2 separate regions of the Mus musculus genome follow, and region 1 is linked to region 2. Evidence: chromatin contacts called from public HiChIP or PLAC-seq data. All regions are on one chromosome and are shown on one strand. The core of a region is the stretch at or near the end of the contact, and the rest is flanking DNA. Distances in the headings are between cores, read along the strand shown.

Region 1 (3,794 bases), core at 974-3,473, 220 kb before region 2:
GGCCTGACCCTCCCTTACCTTCTTACCCCACAGTGCTGTGTACAACGTGGCTCTGCCTCAGCAGTGCCCAGCCTCCTGCTGGGGAGTCCCACCCGTGGGGCAGCTCAGCCCCTGAAGGCTGGCCAGGCTCTCAGTCTGGCTTCCCAGCAGCAGATGAGAATGGTCAGAACCCTGTCCTTTTTAACTTTCCTTTCTGTCCATACCAGCTTCCTCCTTGCCCAGCTAAAGAGGTGAGCTGGTTTTGCTAAGTAATCTCCAGTTAGTTAGTTAGTTAGTTAGTTAGTTAGTTAGTTACCTACATCCTGGTGTCTGCTTTAGCTCACGAGCTCTTGCCTGAACCAGCTCACACGGTTACAGTAGCCCTCATTTGGCTAAATTCAGCGTTCCTGGACCCCTGCTTAGCTCCCCTTCAACCTGCCCTTCCTTTTCCAAACCCAGTCCTCAGCCCACCCCCAAGCCTCTTCTTTTAGCGTGGCCATGCATCCTAGGTTTTCTGGGGTCTCTTATTTGGTCTCCTTGCCTGCTTTCCCTCACACAGTTCCATGGAGGAATGTGATGGGATGCTCTGCTGATGTGAGGCTCTGCTGATGGTGCTGGGATGGACCTAGCCCAAGTTATGTTACCTTAGGATGTCCACATACCTGACCACATTTAAAATTCTATCTGGGAAGGGGAATATCATTTGAATGTAGACACATAAAGTAAATTTAAAAAAAAAAAGTTAAAATGAAAAAGAAAGTCTGTCTTTTCAGGTGACTAGCTCTCTCTCTCTCTCTCTCTCTCTCACACACACACACACACACACACACACACACACACACACACACACACACACACCAAAACAAAGAACCAAAACTTCACAACTGGCCAAAGTGCAGAGACTAAGAGTCTATGGAGTGCTCAGCCACAGAGGTATCTGTCACACCCTACACCACCCTACAGGTCTCAGGGGCCATCTAGGAAAAGAGGGTGAAAAGACTGTAGGAGCCAGATGCGGAAGGGGACCAAAGGAAACAGCATCCTCTAGGCATGATGGGATCTCCACAATTATGAGTGCAGAGCAGCTGTGGCTGCCTGCACAAGATCAAGATAATTAACGTTCCAGCCTGGAGGGCGGAAGGGCTGGCAAGCTGCCACCTCTGAGTATGGCGACAGCCTTTTCAATGCTCATGTCTTTCATTCAGGGAAAGTTCTCTGAGGCCTTCACCCCTCCATAAGTGCTGTGCTTTTCTCTCATACTCCTCCCCTCCCTTTCCTTCTCAGCCCAGAGTCATGCCTTCTGCCACACATTTTTCTTCACCATCGTTTTGTCATCTGTCACCTGTGCATAGTCATACTACAGTTATATTCACCATGTACCTTTCTCAGAATACCCCTGGATTTCTCCCGACCCCAACAAGTGCTTACTGAGCATGGCAACACTATCATGAAAATTCTTGACCAGCAGCAAAAGAGGCAAAAACCATCGTTTTCTAGTTCGGCCATAGAACTCTGAAAAGCCAGCAGCTGGAACCCTGGGGCAGGAGGGTGGGATGTGGAATCTGGGACTATCTGACTCGTGTCTTCAGCTTCTTGGAGAGACCCACCAGAAAATGGGGCACACTTACTAGTGAGGTGTGGGAGGTGCTATCAAATGTGGGAGTTTTTTGTTTTGTTTAGTTTTGTTTTTTGTTTTGTTTTGGTGGTGATGGTGCTTTTGTTATTGTTGTTTGTTTGAAACAGAGTTTCTCTGTGTAGTCCTGGAACTCACTCTGGAGACCAGCCTGGCCTTGAACTCACAGAGATGTGCCTCTGCCACTCAGAGTTCTGGGATTAAAGGCATGTTCCACAACCAACGGCCAAAACATGTGAATTTTTTTCTGTTCTCCTGTAGACAGGCTCCATAAGTTGTCTTCTGAGCCAATTTCCCTATTCTTTCTCCATTTTGGACACTACAACCACCCCTCCGCATCCCACATATTCAGAACACGCTGTAGCGTGCTCTTTATTCTATCGTGCTTGTCTCCCTCTATTTTTTTTTTTCCCGAGACAGGGTTTCTCTGTATAGCTCTGGCTGTCCTGGAACTCACTCTGTAGACCAGGCTGGACTTGAACTCAGAAATCCATCTGCCTCTGCCCCCTAAATGCTGGGATTAAAGGCGTGCGCCACCACGGTCTCCCTCTATTCTTAAGCGCGAGCTTAATTCACTGCCGGGTTAGGGGTTGGGGGTGGGGGAGGAAAACGGAACTGGATGCGTTAGGTAAGGGGCGCGCCTGGGGAAACCCGCCATCTAGGCCCTGAGAGTCCCGTTTTCCCAGGAAAGCCTGCCAGAGGAGCAGTGCGCCTGGGGCTCCTGCGCTTATAGAGGAGTCCCATGGAAATCTGATGCACAAACCAGGCTGGAGTTGCTCCTGCTACTCCTGGGTCCAGGACAAACCAAGCGGGGATAAATAGAACAGATCATGAGGTCAGTGTGGGCCTTCCTGCCCCAGCACCGCTGGCTGTTTCTGACGATGCTCTTTCATGAGGCTGTAGGCGAAGAAGACCTACTATTTGACCCTGACTGGGGCTTTGACTCATATGAAATCACCATTCCCAAAGTAATAAGCTTTAAGAAAGGGGCGCAGGGTGTAGACAGTTCTTTGTCATACCTCTTACAGATAGAAGGCAAGGCGCGTGTTGTTCACCTGCGACCCAAGAAGTTACTGTTGCCAAGACATCTGCCAGTTTTCTCCTTCACTCAAGAGGGCAGTCTGATAGAGGATTATCCGCATATACCAGACCAGTGTAATTACGTGGGCTCCGTGGAAGGCTCTCAGGAATCCGAATCTACTCTGAGTACATGCATGGGAGGTCTGCGAGGCGTACTGAACATTGACTCCAGATACTACCAAATCGAGCCCCTCAGGGCCTCTTCCAGTTTCGAACACGTGGTGTATCTCGTAACTGAGGACAACTTTAACAATGAGACTTGTGGTGTGGTTGATGAAGAAACAGGTGGGCAAACAGCCGAGGAAGAGGAGATGGCTAGGATAAGTAGTTTTCATCAGTCCTACAAGCACCAAAGGTACCTGGAACTGGTCATGGTCTTTGACCTGGATAGATTCGTGTTTGCCCGTGGCAATATGTCTAGGATGGTGGATGACGCCATTCTTTTGGCTTCAATTGCAGACACCTACTTTCAGGATGTCAGCTTGAAGATTCAACTGAAAGCGCTTGAAGTCTGGACATACTATAATAGAATACGTCTTTATTATCCCAGTTTATCTGAAGTTTTAGGTCAATTCGTGCATTACAAAAGAAACTCAATGCATCACCGGCTTCCCGCGGACTGGTTCCATTTATATATTGCGAGAAGATATATAGATGCTAATGCATGGTCCTGGGGAAGAGCCTGTGAAGAATTCCATGCTGGATCAGCAAGCAGCTTCCTCAATGTTAATATCCTTGGGCCTGCTACTTGGACTGCTCATGAATTGGGCCATTGTGTGGGGATGATACATGATGAGGAATTCTGTCAGTGTAGAGGTAGGAAGAGCTGCATCATGGGGACAGGACGTACAGGGTTTAGTAACTGTAGTTACCATCAGTATTTTTTACACGCATCTTATAAAATGTCCTATTGTCTGTCTGACTTCCCAAAGCTACATATCGTAGAGAGGTGTGGAAATAAAATTGTGGAAAACAAAGAGGAATGTGACTGTGGTTCTAAAGAAGACTGCAAAAAAGACCTGTGCTGTGGGCCGGACTGTAAATGGAAAGAAGGTGTCAACTGCTCCTCTGGGCTTTGCTGTCATAAATGTAACTTCCTTCC
Region 2 (3,801 bases), core at 423-2,922:
GTACTATCCACTTGCTCCTCATCAGTTCTGCACCTTGAATTAAACCAGCCATTTATCCCATGGCGAAAGGACTCTAGAAGAACGATGATAGCATTCTTAGATACTCTGTTCTTAAACACAGACTAAGGCCCTCTCTTAAAGGTCCCTACTTCTTCTGAGTTGAAATGGGAGTTGACAAATGGAAACTCAAATTGTGACTTTCTGATTGTGTATGCATGCAGGTATTACCTGTGGCCAGAGTCTTGCTAGATAACCCATATTAACTTTGAACTCCATACCCTCCTGCCCCAGCCTTCTGGGCGGTGTCACTACACGGGGCTATTGCCAGATTATTTTTCAAGTATTCTAGAAAATCTTAGGACCCATCCTTTCCTTGATTGACTTACTATACCCTTCCTGCCATCCTTTGGTAAAATGACTCAGCTCAGCTTTTAGTCATTTAGTTTTTGTGTGTTTGCTTTTTGCTTTCAAGACAAAATTTTCCTGTTTAGCCCTGGCTGTCCTAGACCTCCCTCTGCAGACCAGGCTGGCCTATAACTCACAGAGATCTATCTGCTTCTGCCTCCTGGGTGCTGGGATTAAAGGTGTGCTCCACCATCCGGCTTGTCATTTAGGCTCTCACATATGTAATTCATGAAGTTTATTTTTTATCTCTCAATTACTTCTCTTAAAAAGAAGCCTGGGCAGAGGCCAACAGTGGAGAAAAGGGATGTCACCAGGCCAGGATCTAGGAATGATCAGCTCTGCATGGTTTTTAGGGCAAAAGTGCTAAGATCTTTAAGGAGCCTGGATACCAGAAGAGCAGCCAAATGTTTTTCTTAAACAGGCCACAGCCAGAGTCCTGACTGCATAGAGTTGTGGTTCTCAACCTTCCTAATGCTGCGACCCTTCATGTTGTGGTGACTCCTAACCATTATTTTCATTGCTACTTTATAATTTTGTTACTGTTTATCAACTGTAATGTTGATAAATATCTGTGTTTTCTGATGGTCTTAGGCCACTTCTGCGAGAAGACCATTTGATCCACAAGGGGTCGTGACAGACAGGTTGAGAAACACTGAGCTAGAGAACCTGGGAGGTGAAAAAGTTGGTAGATGGACAGAGCACTGGCCACGCATGCAGGGGGCTTTAAGGTAGATTAGCGCACAACAGAAACAAAGCAAAACAACAAACTCGGGTTGGTATACACCTGAAGAGTAGGAAGAAGAATCGCGGTGAGTTGTCTAGGTGAGTCCCAGGCTAGGCTGAGTGTCAGAGTATGCTCGCCTCCCCCAGCCTCACCTTATGGAAGACCATCTATTAGAAGAAGAAGCGGGGGTGGGGTGGGGTGGGGTGGGGTGGGGGAAGCCGACGTAAAGAGAGCATATCACAAAGTTCACTTCTAAAGAAAAGGCCGCTCGCACTGCGCGCCCAGGGCAGCAAGCGTGTGAGGGCAGCATGCGTCTGCAGGATCGCGACTCTACCAAGCGGCGGCGGGTCGGCCATCGGCTCCGAGCTACTACAGCCCGACAGGGTCCTCTCCTCCAGTCCTGGGGTCTGAGTAGAGCCCCCGTTGTTGCTGCGGTGGCAGGAAGTCTCGGTGAACTACAAATCGAGGCATGCTGGGAACATTCCCTGCTCCTCCCAGGAAATGTCCTTTGTCCAGCCCCACAGGAAGCCCCAGCGAGGAGGTAGTGGGCAGCCAGCCCGAGTGCCAGCCCGCGGTTGCATAGCCTCAGCACCGGGCGCCAGGCTTGGGCAGTGCGCTCAGAGCTGCCCGGCGCATCACAGGTAGGAGCGCTGCTGCGGCTGGGCGCGCCGGCTTCGCGGATAGGGAGCTGGGAACCTGAGCTGATCATCTAGGGGCTGGGATGTGTGCTGTGGCTGAGCTGCCGCGCGAAGCTGTCCTTCGCACACTGGACTGTGGTCCGCCACCCCGTGGGCTCAGGAACCAAGGACAGAAGGGGACCCTTCGTGTCCTATAGCTGGGTTGAGCTCCCTTTGGTCTCTGTGGCGAGGGGAGGGGAGGAGGAGGCTGAGACTGCGCTGCCAGAGCAAGTCGGACCGTCCCACAGACCACCGAAGGGGGCATCAGAGACCCTGGGAGACCAAGCCCAGGGAGGAGCTTGCAAGACAAGCAGAAGGTGAAAGGCTTTGTGTGCATCGGTGCATCAGCTTAGATCGTGCTCCCTTTGCCTACTAAGTCAGTGCCCCCAGCCCCACTGTGAGGAAGGGGATGAAGGCGGGGACTTTGCGAAGGTCAGCAGGTTCATTTTGGCCCTTGTGAAACGTGTCTGTTACCTGCTCCTCCCATCTGTCTGACCGATTCGGATTGCCACCTGGGGGCTGCGATCGGACTGGGAGAAAGGTACAATGAGGACCTGCGAAAGGAAGGCTGAGCTAGCCAGCCGCGCGTGGCTCAGGAGGGGTCGTTGTCTGGTTTTGCTAGAATCCCCAACCACAAATATCCACGTTGGCTGATCATGGGCAGGTGGTGGACAGAGCTGGAGCCTGCGGCCAGAGAGCTTATTGAGGCTCAGGTGGCCTGGGGTGAGGCATATGTTAGCATGAGGGATGGTGAAGAGGAACAGTGAGACAGAGACCCTGGATGTACCTTACAGCCAGAGCACACAATAGCAGGTCTCTAGAACGGGACTTTAAGACTTCCTCTGGGACTTCCTCTGATTTAACCTTTATTTTCTTAACCACGCCCCCATCCCCCCCCCGCAGTGAATCAGCCACCCCCCACATGAGTATGAGGCATAATTTAATTTAGTGCTGTAATCCTGCCTGTTGAGTCAGGCTCCGTTGGCTGTCAGCATTCCCATATAGTGGGTCTCTTCCCAAGAGACCGTTGTGGTAAATGTGGCAATAGCTAGCGAGTTGGTGGTCTTTGTGAGCTGCTATGGACAAATGGGCAAGTTTAAACACAACCGGAGTGTGACTCCCATAAGGGAATTAATTCACCTGCCTCTGATGCCTTTCTGATCTTCTATGTGTATACAAGTGTGCATCCCTTCTCTTAAGGAAACATATGGTGATTACTTAATGTATAATGTACTTTAAAACCAAAGGAATTCCTCTTGAGTAGTAGGCGGATTATTTCAGGTGCACGGGGGGGAAAAGGATGCTTTGGACCCTGGATTAATGGCTTGTAGGGGGTGGAAGGCTTTTCACTGGCACTGTTAGATAAGACATGTGAACTAAGTTGGAATGAACTAACTGGAATTGTACAGGCAGCCAATGTTAGATAAAATGAAGAAAGAGTGTCTGCATCGGAAAAAGTTCCCGGTTGTACACACTGGCTGTGCTTGGAGGAGGTAGGATCTTTAGGGGAGAAATTGACAGTCCAAGAGACAATGACCTGAGATTGAACCAAGACCATACAGTGAAAGTCAAGCTGCCTTCCAGGTCACTCAGGAGAAAAAAAAAAAAACATGATGGCATTCAAAACCTACTGGAATTAAGGAGTGAGTGACAAGAAGTCAGAAAACTCAAAGGGCGCAGCTAAATTGAAGGGACCGGGTGACCTCACTGGAGGCTGTATGTCTGAGGCTGATAGATTTGCATAGCATTTCCCTCTCCTCCTGCCAAGAGCTCTTTGGATTTCTCCAGAATCTACTTACTCGACTGCCTAATTTTTAGTGTCCTGGGAAAGGAAGGAGAACTTGTGGAAGTTGGTTTCAAGGAGGACACAGTAAGACAAGCAAAGGGCTTGTCTGCTTCCCAAGGGACAGAAAGCCACAGCATCGTGCAGGAGTCCCGGTCGCAGCCCTGTGTGGGTGCCCCGAGTGCCATTTGAAACATTCTCTCTAAGCTACT

What was found. HiChIP or PLAC-seq counts read pairs in DNA pulled down with a chosen protein or histone mark.
Region 1: a contact with region 2 is called in an H3K4me3 HiChIP or PLAC-seq map of stem cell-derived neural progenitor cells, with 2.1 times the contacts expected there. The contact joins the promoter of Adam30 here to the promoter of Zfp697 in region 2. A contact is called at or near these places in 5 of 39 promoter capture datasets (embryonic stem cells, hematopoietic stem and progenitor cells, liver and 1 more), 3 of 115 datasets of contacts at active chromatin or transcription factors (embryonic stem cells and stem cell-derived neural progenitor cells) and 1 of 9 other capture datasets (embryonic stem cells).

The regions. Positions count from the first base shown.
Region 1 is chr3:98,158,411-98,162,204 of GRCm38.p6, forward strand. Adam30 (a disintegrin and metallopeptidase domain 30) reads left to right here and starts at 2,224. Exons shown (of 1, transcript NM_027665.2): 1 at 2,224-3,794. The coding sequence starts at 2,443.
Region 2 is chr3:98,380,809-98,384,609 of GRCm38.p6, forward strand. It overlaps Zfp697 (zinc finger protein 697), which reads left to right and starts at 1,673. Exons shown (of 3, transcript NM_172863.4): 1 at 1,673-1,770. It also overlaps a transcript of Gm52610 not described here.